Linked DNA regions of Mus musculus: all the other regions are linked to region 1. Evidence: chromatin contacts called from public promoter capture Hi-C data. All regions are on one chromosome and are shown on one strand. The core of a region is the stretch at or near the end of the contact, and the rest is flanking DNA. Distances in the headings are between cores, read along the strand shown. Region 1 holds the start of Grem1 (gremlin 1, DAN family BMP antagonist). Region 2 overlaps Fmn1 (formin 1). Region 3 overlaps Fmn1 (formin 1).

Region 1 (3,737 bases), core at 315-2,814:
CCTACTTAGTGCAAATATGCCTAACTTTCTCAGCCCATAGGAATTTATCAAAGCCCAGTTACGTTAGACATCATATTTTGTGTCATGTAATCAAAGCAACCAAAATAGAAAAGGCCACACTCTCATGCAGTTTACATTCTAGAAAATACTTGGGTGACAGGAAGTGATAGATGATGATGAAGAAAAATGATGTAATGACTGGGAGATGAAATGGACTGTGGAGAAAACGCTAGGCTAGCATCGGCGTTCCAAAAACTAACACTTTGTTTAAGGAGGGTAATTTCCCCTCTTTGCATTTGTTATTTGGAATAGTTCATATGAGTCAGGAAGGGGCATGTAATTAAGGTTTGACTTTAGATGAGAGGGAGTTAATGAGTTTATAAAATAAACTCCCTTTTCTCTGGGGGAAATTATTCTCACACCGGCTCCGAGCACCCTCTTGGTGGGCTCCAGTGAACTCCGCATTCACTGCATTAGAACTCCGTGGGCTTCGGGACTCATAACTCTGCTTAAGTCCACTTGACCAGGATAGATCTTGAAGCTCATCTGATGGCTCTACTCTGTAGACAACTATTAACTGTGGAACAGTGTGTGTGTATGTTTGGGTATGTGCGTGTGTGTGAAGTGCACTAAGAGTATACAGATACAGCTTGCCATTTGCAAAAAGTCATTCAGAACGTCCTAATTTTTGAGATATTAACAGAGGTTCCCTTCTTGCTTCAGTTGCTTTGTGTGTGTATATATATGTCAAATATATATTTATATTATATATTCCATATATATATATGAACAGTACCTGTTAGGTGTTCAGTATATTTCTTACTCCCTCCCCTAACACTTGATAAAAAGGACTGAGTGCTGGGGTCCTTTTAGTTCATTCTTCTGCCACACACTCAGCTCAGGTAGATGGGCATCTGAGCAGAAGGAGCCAGTGCCAAGAAGAAGAGGGTATCCTTTTGCAGGCTGTTAGGGAGCCCGCCTGGGTTAACACCAGCTCAAGGGTTGACACCCTTTACGTTGGGGGCCTCGGGAAGATCCTTTAAGGCTCCTGCTTTGTCTGACCAGACTGTCCAACGGTGCCATTCAGCACAATGGTGAGGAAACACCTAGCTTGTCACGACCCGCTCCGTTGCTCTGCTCAGCGCAGCCGGGACTCCTGAGCGTGGAGCCCCATGCAGGCGAAGTTCAGCCTGCTAGAGAAGCCCAGACCTGGGGCTGGAAAGGGATGAGGGGCTAGAAGCCGGGGTGGGGGGATTTCCTCCCTCGCTCCCCTCTCCAACGGGAGCGGAAAATGTGATTTGCTGTGCATTCCAGGCGCGGTTCCCTGGGGTGACCTCTCCCACCCAGACGGGCAGGGGCAGGGGGGTGGGTGTAGACAAAGAGGCGAGGCGGGCGGAGAGGGGACCCCGCAGGGAAGCAGGAGGGGTGCAGTGGGCGGGGGCACTACCGGGAAAGGGGGCGGATAGCGGGTCCCGCGGCGGCGACGGCGCCTGACCAATGGAGAGACGCAGTCCCCGGCGCTTGGCTGGCGGCATTTAAACCGGAGACCGGGAGATGCCCGACACTAGGTGCGCCCTTCGCAGACCTGGAGACCCAGAGTACCGTGGTAGCGGCGCTCTCCTTCGTCTTCCTCCCGCGTCGAGCCCAAGTGGCTCGAGCCGCGGTCTCACGCAGCGCCACTCGTCCACAGCGAAGAACCTGAGGACCCACGGAAGTGACAGGTGAGCGCGGCGGTATTCTGGTGTGTGTGTGTCTCTGTGTGTGTGTGCGCGCGCTCGCTCGCGTGTGTGTTGGTATGAACCCAGGCTAGCCAAGGAGTCCCCAGGGTTCATACCATCTCGAATTCTTCTCAGTTGTGACACAGCCCCTTGGTGCACCAAAGACCCTTGAGTGCGCATTAAAGAACCGAACCTGGTCCTTCCTGCCGCAGAGGTAGATGTGGTGACTGAGGGGCACTGGGTCCACGGGGGAGGGAGGAAGGTAGAGAGAGAAGTTGTCAAAAAAGTGCATCCCGTTTCCATGTGCTGGAACCCTGCAAACTCGGTCCTGGTGCTTGAAGCACAGAGCCCGCGGGAGTCGCCTGCCGGGACAGGGCACTGTTGCCGAGTCAGAGCCCCGGAGCTGGCATCTCTGTGAGCTGAAGCCGACCTCGCAGCAAGTTGCAAGCAGAGACAGCCTTGAGAGTTGGGTACAGGGCTGGGACAGGGGCGTCTGTAGGAGTGGCGGTCCCAGGGCTTTGAGTGGTAACTGCTAAGGACTTGGGAATTGGTGGCGTGTGCATTTGCGGGTATGGCAGATGCAACTGAGGCTGGTAAGACAGAATCCGCGCGGCTTAACAAGTCGGGGTCGGGTACCTCGAAGCTTGAGTGCACGCGCCACACACTCTTGTGCTGGCTGTGCTCCGGCCGGCGCGTGGCTGTCTTTTTTGAGCCTCTTGGGGGGTTCCACGCTCTCATCCTCCATACAGCAGACCTGCAGGCGCCGGGCAGCCACTACTGGCTGTTTCCCACTTCCGTAGATGCTGGCCGATCTGTACCCCACAGGCCTCGGTAACGCCTCGCTGCGCCTCGCTAGCGACTGCGCTCTACTGCGCGCTTTGCCTCTTGCTCCTCGCTCGCTGCCGCTGCTGTGAGCCATTCCGGTGAGCCCTCTCTAGCTCCTGGTAGAAGTCTAGAGTGAAGGGAAAGGCATGTGGCTGTCATCTCCCTGGTCCTACTTATTTCCTGAATTCTAGTTTGGGAAGAACAACTTCTCTATAGCCCTGGACTGGCTGTTCCCTCTCTGGCGTTCTTCAGCTTAGTGTTTGCCTATGCCCGGCTCTGGCAACCATCCACCAGCGAGACTGGCTGGGGAGGATGCGAGATGACTAGCCTTTCGTCCGAGGACCTTCCAGAGAACCTTAGGGGGCTCTCTGGTCTAGCTCAGCAGCCGTCTTTCCCCTCCCCAGTAGAATCCAAATCCCTACCCTTTGATGGAGAAATATAGCCTAGAAGTGAGGGGTTAAAATCTCCTCTTAACTGTTGGAGGGCAGAATGACGACCATCAGTAAGTAATTGGATCTCTTGGTGGAAAGAGCAAACCCAAGTGGTGCGCACGTCTGTTTATGTTCCCCTGAGATGGTGCCAGGATACGAACTGATTAAAACAATCTACTGTGTTCAATGGGTCACCAGGGCTTTAAGCTGTCCCAGGAACTCCAGAGTAGTGGTTTCCTTCTGACTGCTCTTACAAGTTAAATAAATAGCGTAGAAGAGGTTAAGATAACCCCATCCCAGGGTGAGGGCTCTTCTTTCACCCCAGGGCTGCCCTCTCCTCACCCCCTCCCCTTTTTCTTTTTGGGACAAGGCAGGCAGGCGGCACAGGGCACTTGGGAGTACAGACTTTTCAAAGCAACGAAGGAAAAGGATCTTAAGAAAACAAGATCCTCCTTCACTATCACCACAACCAAGTCTGCAGATATAGGTGTTTTCATTACTCTTATTGGACACATTGCACCGTTGGATTAAGGCTCCTCCGTGTGTGTGTGTGTGTGTGTGTGTGTGTGTGTGTGTGTGTGTGTGTGTGTGTGTGTGTGTTTAACCTCCGGGTCATTGTAGGAATTAGTGTCTTTTGTAAACTTTGTAACTTCACAGCTTTCCTATGATCTTCAAAGTTCACTCTGAGTAAAATGTTTTGTTAACCCACAATCTGTAGGAAGTCCAAATTGGCTAATGCGGTTTTCACAGCAGCACTTAGGGA
Region 2 (3,737 bases), core at 356-2,855, 310 kb after region 1:
CTATCTCCTGAAACCTTGTTTTTAGATTTTAATGTAGTAAGATATACAGAGAGCCACAGAAGCTGGAGAATTTCTGAGTTCGAGGCCAGCCTGATCTACAAAGTGAGTTCCAGGACAGCCAGGGCTACACAGAGAAACACTATCTCAGAAAAACAAAAAAATAAACAAACAAAAAAAGATATACAGAGAGCACTATTTGCCATCATAAACAGTTTCCAGTGCATAGGACAGTGTCATGGACACTGCTGCATCTTTGGAGACACCATTAAACAAACCATAAGCTCTTGATTTTGCTTGACTGGCTGGTCAGTGAGCCTTCAGGATCCACTGGCTCTGCCTCACCAGCACTGGGATTACACGCATCACCCTGCCTGGCCTCTGTTGGTATGTACAGGAGATTGTTCTGACCCATACACACGCCCTTTATGCTTGCACCTTCATGACCTCAGAGCCACATCACCGGTCCTAAAAAACTCACTATCAAGTGTATATACAAGAATTTATGTGTATAAGAATCTAGAGGAAAAAGCAAATTGAGGTGACTGGCACAATGTCTGGGTGAGTATAGCAATAGCTACAATAAGTGAAAATAAATAAGTATTCTGGAAAGAGATAGAAATATGGAATGAATTTGAATATGTGGTGTGAACTGGCACTTTTGCAAGAATGTAGCACTTACTAAATGGGACTGGGCAGATGGGTATCAGTTTGAGAAAAACAAAATTTATATGTTATTACTGATGTTTGTTAATATAAATTCATTTTATTTGGAAATAAAATCTAAACTCAATCAGGGCAGGAACCTGGAGGCAGGAGCTGATCCACAGGCCATGGGGGGTGGGGGGGCTATTTACTGGCTTGTCATCCTTGACTTGCTCAGCCTGCCTTCTTATAGAACCTGGCACTACCAACCCAGGGATGGCACCACCCACAATGAGCTGGACCCTCCCCCATAAATTACTAACTAAGAAAATGCCTTATAGCAGGACTTATGGGGGTATTTTCTTAACTGAGGTTCCCTTCTTTAAGATAACTCTAGTTTGTGTGTCAAGTTGGCATATGATTAGCCAGAACAGCAAATAACTACATAAATGCATAAACAAAAGCTATGACTTAAACTCTTTGAACACAGTATTTGAGTCTGCACTTGGGATTTCCTTGTTAAATGTCAAGCTTTAGCTGAAACTGAGTTTGGGGAAGTTGATTTTCCCACCAGGGTTCCAAGCGTTACAAGAAGTGGAAGCTTAGCACTTTTTCACCTCCAGCTTCCCAGTCTGCCCCTCTTTTCTGCATGTACCCACAAAATGCAAGGCTGTCCTGGTCTCTAGTTTGGACATCTCTAAATCATGTGCTATCAAAATCACTTCATGCAAGTGACCTAAATGGCCATAGAACACACAACAAGCAAATCCACTGCCTAGGCAGCTAAAGAGGACTTGGGACAAGTCATCTAGACACATGACTTCAAGGCAATATCCACCTAGGCGTAACACACTCTGTTAGCCATGGATGGGGAAATTAAAACTCAGACGACAGTGAGCCAATAATTCCATGATATTTTTAGCTCTCCCTGGCTGATGAAGCAAGGCTGTCTGACTCACTAGGAAGAGCTCTCTCACTTAAGGCAAATGAGAAGCAAACCAGAGGGTAGGCAGATCCTCAGTCCTGTGAGGGTTGAGCTGATCCACAGATCTCTCGATAAGAAATATTTCCAAGTTGTTCTGAGCTTGGTACCTCCAAGCTTCTGGCAGTGAAAGTCCTAGGAGAGGCCACCTATGCGGGTGGTTTGCTCATAACTTCAACAGCCTGTGCTGAGTTCTCTTTTCCACAAAAGCCATGACCCCCCTAACACTGAGAGGACAGAATTTAGGGCTTGCCAAGCCTAGCTCGGGTGTGTTGCCAGTGGAGAACAAGGTTTCTTAGATGCACAGAGGAAGAGAAACCAAAGGTGCCCAGTTCATATAAGACCACACGAGAGCTTTCGCTCTTCATGACTCCTCCCTCCGACGGGCAATTAATTAAGAGACTAATTCAACAAGAGGTGCCATTTTTAATTCCACAAGCTTTGACTTCACTTTCTCTCGGGATTTTGAGTTTCACCATAATAATATATTGAGAAATGCCACCAGTCACAGAACATAGTAGCAGAAGAGAAGCGAGTGTCAAGAACTGAGAGAGGTTCCTCATCTGAACCTGGGGGCACAAACAGATGCCTGGTCATCAGGCACACCACGCAATGATGATGGCAGCATGCTTTTTCAGTAGCTTTTGGTTCTCATTACATGGTTTTATTGACTTTTTGAGATTTGTTTCTTTTTATATTACATAGATGGGTGTTTTGTCTGTGTGCAGCATGTGCAAGCAGTGACCTCAAAGGCCAGAAGAGGGTGTCAGATACTCTATATAATTAGAGTTACCTACTGTTGTCAATTTCCATCTGGGTGCTAGGAATCAAACCCCGCTCCTCTGGAAGACCATTTCTGTGTTCTGAGTCACTTCTCCAGACTCCATGACTAGGGTTTTAAAAATTCTCAAAATACTTAGAGTCACTAAGCAAAGGCTCAGTCAGAGAAGGCTCCTGAGTATTCAGTGCATCCAAACGTGACCCGAACTGGGACAAACTCTAGACTTGGCTAGGAACTGTATCAAACTCATGAAGCTTTAGGCATGAGATGGTTAGAAACATTCTAGAAACAGAAAACTAGTTCAAGAAACAAATCCAACCAAGCATTTATTATTAAATAATGTGTCTGGAGATATATTTAGATAAAATGCAAGGCGTGTGTGTGTGTGTGTGTGTGTGTGTGTGTGTGTGTATGAAAATTTTTCTAAAAATCTTAAAATGCCCTGGATAAAGTTTTCTATAATATGTGCAAACACAGTCCGGCGTGGTGGCACACGCCTTTAATCCCAGCACTCGGGAGGCAGAGGCAGGCAGATTTCTGAGTTCGAGGCCAGCCTGGTCTACAAAGTGAGTTCCAGGACAGCCAGGGCTATACAGAGAAACCCTGTCTCGAAAAACAAAAAACAAAACAAGACAAAAAAATAGTGCAAGAATTTTCATGCCCATCTCACACTAACAAGGTAGCACAATTCCAAGGGAAACTCCCAAAGGGGACCCCTCTACAACGAGTTTTGGAGGAAACTCCCAAAGGGGACCCCTCTACAACGAGTTTTGGAGGAAACTCCCAAAGGGGACCCCTCTACAAAGAGTTTTGGAGGAACAGATAGATCAGAAAAGTGGAAAATGTTATTTGAAGTATGCAGGAGAACTGGGGTGCTGTGCTGTGAGGTGCGGGGCAGCAGATGCCACAGGACTATGCAAACACCGCCACGGGAAGTCCATCTTAGGCATAAACACAGAGAGGACAGTTACTCTAAAACCCTGCTGTGAAATCAGTTCAAGAGTCAGGAACAAAACAGAACAAAACAGAACAAAACAGAACACCCTAGATCTTTAACTCTGATTGTGCTCCAAGTCAAATTCTGTTGTGGAATTGGGGAAATAAAATAAAAGCAGCGGAAAAATCATTTAAGGGACGCAGGCTGCGCACCTGCACAGGGGATGATTAACCTGCCTTTTGAGGGTCGCTGTCACTGTTGTTTATGACTTGTCTCTTAAGTGGCTCCAGATGGCCCAACTTCTCTTTTGATTTTTATTAATGGGAAAGAAGACAGAGGAACCCACTTAGAAACAACACAAAGCCATCCACAGGTTGCATCAAACCAAAGGGTGA
Region 3 (3,737 bases), core at 909-3,408, 260 kb after region 1:
ATCTCAGAGGATGGTCCCTCCAGAAGAGAAGCCTCCCTGCCCCCACCACCGTGTCCTTGTCCTCTAAGGTGAACATATCCAGTTAGGTCATCTAAAACTGGCTGCTCTATGCGTCAGGACAGGTCAAATGTTAGCAATTCAACCCTTGAACTTCCTCTGTTGAATTTGAAAACTGTATGTTTTTTGAATTTTGTTTATTATCTATACAGCAGATAGGACAATGAGCTAAAAAAAAAAAAAAACAAAGCAAAAACAAACAAACAAAAACTCCACACCCCACACAGTTGTATGGCATAGATACCTATAGATATTGTAAGAAGCTGCCCCTGTGAATGGGCACGACCGTCTGGTGGTGTATGTATACTCACTCGGTTTACCTACGGAAAGGATGTCCAGTTGTCACATAATACAGTAATATGTTATAGGTACCTTTTTCCTCCCCAGTAATTTGTTTGAGAAATATTTACTGTGTACTTATAAGATCCTAGATACCACATGCAGCATCAAGTTGTAAATATTTATTTCAAGCAGTGGTTCTCAACCTTCCTAATGCTGCAGTCCCCTTAACACAGTCCCTCATGTTGTGGTGACTCTCAACCATAAAATTATTTCATTCCTATTTCATAATTGCGACTGTTATAAATCATAATGTAAATAGCTGATATGCAGGATATCTGATACACGACTACGGAAGGCGTCAGGACCCTAGGTTGAGAACTGCTGGCTTGGAGAGAGCCCCAGCAGCCCTGGTTCCAGCAGAAGCTGCCACTGGCACAGGTACAGTACAAGCGCTCCTGGCCAGCAACTGAAGTTCGCCCTTCATGCCTGCACCTTGAAGCCATCTGACCTGAATGAGGTTAACCTTCCCAGCTGCCCCTCCATGTCCTAAAATCCAACTCAACAGCCACAACCAGGGCCTTGGAAACACAGATCTGCTTCTTTCTCTGCACAGTACCAGTCAGTGGATCTCACGGTCTTGAGGGTGAAACTAGAGGACTTGAAAAAGCCCTGCAAGGACTCACCCACATGTAAACGTAGAACCTAGGACTTGGCAAAAGTGACTTTCCTATTCTAACACACAGTATAAAAGGTCTGAAAAATTCCACTTCAAGGCTTCATTTTCAGCTGCTGTCCTGTTTGCCACGACTATGTTCTAGGGACCAGGCTCTCTGTCGTCCCTTAGAGTCGCCAGACTCTTCACACCTTACACTCCACTCAAACTGACAGTCCCTAATAGTGTCTCTCCTTTCCCTCTAAAACTGCACCTCTCAGAGCACACCTCGGAAGCACTCAGCATGAACATCCCATGAGACAGATATTGTCATACTCTCATTCCCCCTTTGTCCCCCCTTCCTCTCTCCCTCTCTCCTCTCTCCCCCTCTCCTCTCCTAATTCCCTCTCTTCCCTTCCTTTCCTCCCCTCTCTTCTCCTCTCCCCATCCCAATGCGTCAAAAGTTTGTTCTGATTCCTTTAGCTGCTGCACAGTGCCAACAACCAGTTTGTTCAGTTCATTAACTTCACTAATACAACCTGAAAGAATGATCAGTGAATGAGATCTCTGACTCCCTATTCTATTTTTAAATGAAATAGATGAAAAATTAAATATATTATAAATTAAATAAAGATGTTTAAATGAGTATGTTTAGATGAAATAGGCTCTTAACTCATTTTTTTATATATCCTTTTCTCTTTTGTCATGTACAATGGATGTCTGGATGAATACACGGAAAGACAGATTTAATTGAAAGAGAGGATATATCACGTCTGTAAATTGATTTTAGCCTTATCTCTGTGTATAACATGCACACCATTTTTTTTAATTCCATTTTTTTTTTCAAGAAAAAAAATTTAGTATAAAAGCATGCTTGGTTCAAAAAGTAAAAGGGTCAGCCTGCCCTCTAGTGGTATATCTAGGAATTGCTTCTGAAATGAAACCAGGTTCCCTATCAGACAGGAAACCACATTTCTCAGTTAAGACTGTGTACCACTTATATTCCAACTAAAGAAAATTAAGACAAAACTAATGGTACCATTACCAACAAATGTGCAAGCTTCCACAAACATAGTAAGAAACTGTCACCCACATGGAAATCAGAGACATATATCAGATTACATTTTAGAAAGATTTTCTTCCTAGCTAGCAATGATTATACAGTTTAGGGAAGGAGTGTGCTGGTGGTACACGAAGAGGCAGTAATAACTTGGTACAAGCTTCCATGCCACCAGGAACTAATAAGCGCATTTCTCCTTCTATCTCAGCTCCTGGTTAGTGAACATGGTTTGACAACATCTGCATTTTGTGGGACAAACGTTCAGACTGCGGTACCCTGGATCCTGGGTGTGTTGGGGACTGGCTACTCCACAGCCTCCATCAGAACTCAACTCCAAGTCTGCTCACAGCCTTCTAAGGAGCCTGAATGGCTCAGGCTCAACCAAAGCAGCAACACACAGGATTTAATTCTGCTAAACTTGTGATGGTTTATATTATGCACAACAAAAAAGATAGATGAAAATATCCCTTAAGACACTCTCTGTCTTCCTTCACTGGCATCTTGGTTACACTGATATGAACATTTAGGGGAATACCAGGGAGGTTTCTAGAGATTTTTCATATGTCACATTTGTGGCAGTTTGGTTACACTGATATGAACGTTTAGGGGAATACCAGGGAGGTTTTTCATATTTCACATTTGTGGCAGTTTAGTTTAATGCCCAAACTGCTCCCCTGTCCGCTCAGAAATTATGATTTCCATGTGCTGTGTTGATGAAGACAAAGACACAAATGAATAGATCTCGGATTAACATTTTTGTGAGTTTAGCTGTATGAGCTCATGGGCAGAGAGCACTCCGTTCGCTCCAACAGCAAAGTGTAAACCTTGAGAAAGGGACCCATGAACTGGGTCAGAGATGGAGAAGTAAGGACGCCCACAAGTTTCCCCTAACGAAGGCCGCTGTGCCATCGGTATCTCCTGGAGACAACGTACAACCTAGGTACATTTTCCACTTGGCGGCTCTCCCTGGACCATTTCGCCCTGGGAGTTACCATCAATGTGACTGGATTGCACAATGAGCGGAGCCTGCCAGAGGCCATGGCTCCCTGGTGCTTCTCCTCACTTAGGAACAGAGTGTGTGATGAATGGAGTAAACCAGAAGGCTTCCCGTAACGGGAAGGTCAAGTACTGGCTGCGGCATTTCCTTGTATCCCACAACCCAAAGACTATCAGTTAAGAACAGACCAAACAGCCTGTCATTCCTCGGAAGCTTCCAAACAGCAGAAAGGACTGGCCCTAGATGGGACTGGCCCTAGACGGGACTGCTAAATTATTACGCTCTCCTCGACAGACAAAGGAAATGCCTTTTGTTTTCCCTATCTCACCTTTTTTTTTAGCATGTATCTCAATGACAACTAGATATGATTTTTATTAGATATTTTCACTTATTTACATTTCAAATGTTATCCCCTTTCCTGGTTTCCCCCTCTGAAGCCCCCTCTCCCCTCCCCTCTCCCCCTGCTCACCAACCCACCCAACCCAGCTTCCTGGCTCTGGCATTCCCCTACACTGGGGCATCAAGCCTTCTTGGGACCAAGGGCCTCTCCTCCCATTGATGACCAACACGGCTATCCTCTGCTACAAATATAGCTGGAGCCATGAGTCCCTCCGTGTGTACTCTTTGGTTGGTGGTTTAGTACCAGGGAGCTCTGGGGGTTATTGGTTGGTTCATATTGTTGTTCCTCC

What was found. Promoter capture Hi-C pulls out the DNA fragments that hold promoters and counts their contacts.
Region 2: a promoter capture Hi-C map of the 3T3-L1 cell line shows a contact between it and region 1, with 2.6 times the contacts expected there. The contact joins the enhancer-like site here to the promoter of Grem1 in region 1. A contact is called at or near these places in 3 of 39 promoter capture datasets (the 3T3-L1 cell line, cranial neural crest and liver), 1 of 15 datasets of contacts at CTCF or cohesin (the NIH/3T3 cell line) and 2 of 115 datasets of contacts at active chromatin or transcription factors (bone marrow-derived macrophages and embryonic fibroblasts).
Region 3: a contact with region 1 is called in a promoter capture Hi-C map of the 3T3-L1 cell line, with 13 times the contacts expected there. The contact joins the enhancer-like site here to the promoter of Grem1 in region 1. A contact is called at or near these places in 20 of 39 promoter capture datasets (the 3T3-L1 cell line, 3T3-L1-derived adipocytes, the HPC-7 cell line and 12 more), 9 of 484 Hi-C or Micro-C datasets (the 3T3-L1 cell line, bone marrow-derived macrophages, embryonic fibroblasts and 5 more), 4 of 115 datasets of contacts at active chromatin or transcription factors (embryonic forebrain, embryonic stem cells, stem cell-derived neural progenitor cells and 1 more) and 4 of 9 other capture datasets (adipose tissue, embryonic stem cells, macrophages and 1 more).

Annotation. Positions count from the first base shown.
Region 1 is chr2:113,756,475-113,760,211 of GRCm38.p6, reverse strand. Grem1 (gremlin 1, DAN family BMP antagonist) reads left to right here and starts at 1,564. Exons shown (of 2, transcript NM_011824.4): 1 at 1,564-1,721.
Region 2 is chr2:113,447,904-113,451,640 of GRCm38.p6, reverse strand. The region is part of intron 4 of Fmn1 (formin 1); the gene reads right to left. Among named protein-coding and RNA genes, the nearest start is that of Gm13963, 58 kb to the right of the region's middle. Within about 2 kb of position 1,605, at least 94 of the 459 cell types and tissues checked have an H3K27ac peak or open chromatin away from gene starts, as enhancers often do. A contact at or near this core is called in the NIH/3T3 cell line, bone marrow-derived macrophages and embryonic fibroblasts, where this site is marked.
Region 3 is chr2:113,493,057-113,496,793 of GRCm38.p6, reverse strand. The region is part of intron 5 of Fmn1 (formin 1); the gene reads right to left. Among named protein-coding and RNA genes, the nearest start is that of Gm13963, 100 kb to the right of the region's middle. Within about 2 kb of position 2,158, at least 19 of the 459 cell types and tissues checked have an H3K27ac peak or open chromatin away from gene starts, as enhancers often do. A contact at or near this core is called in adipose tissue, where this site is marked.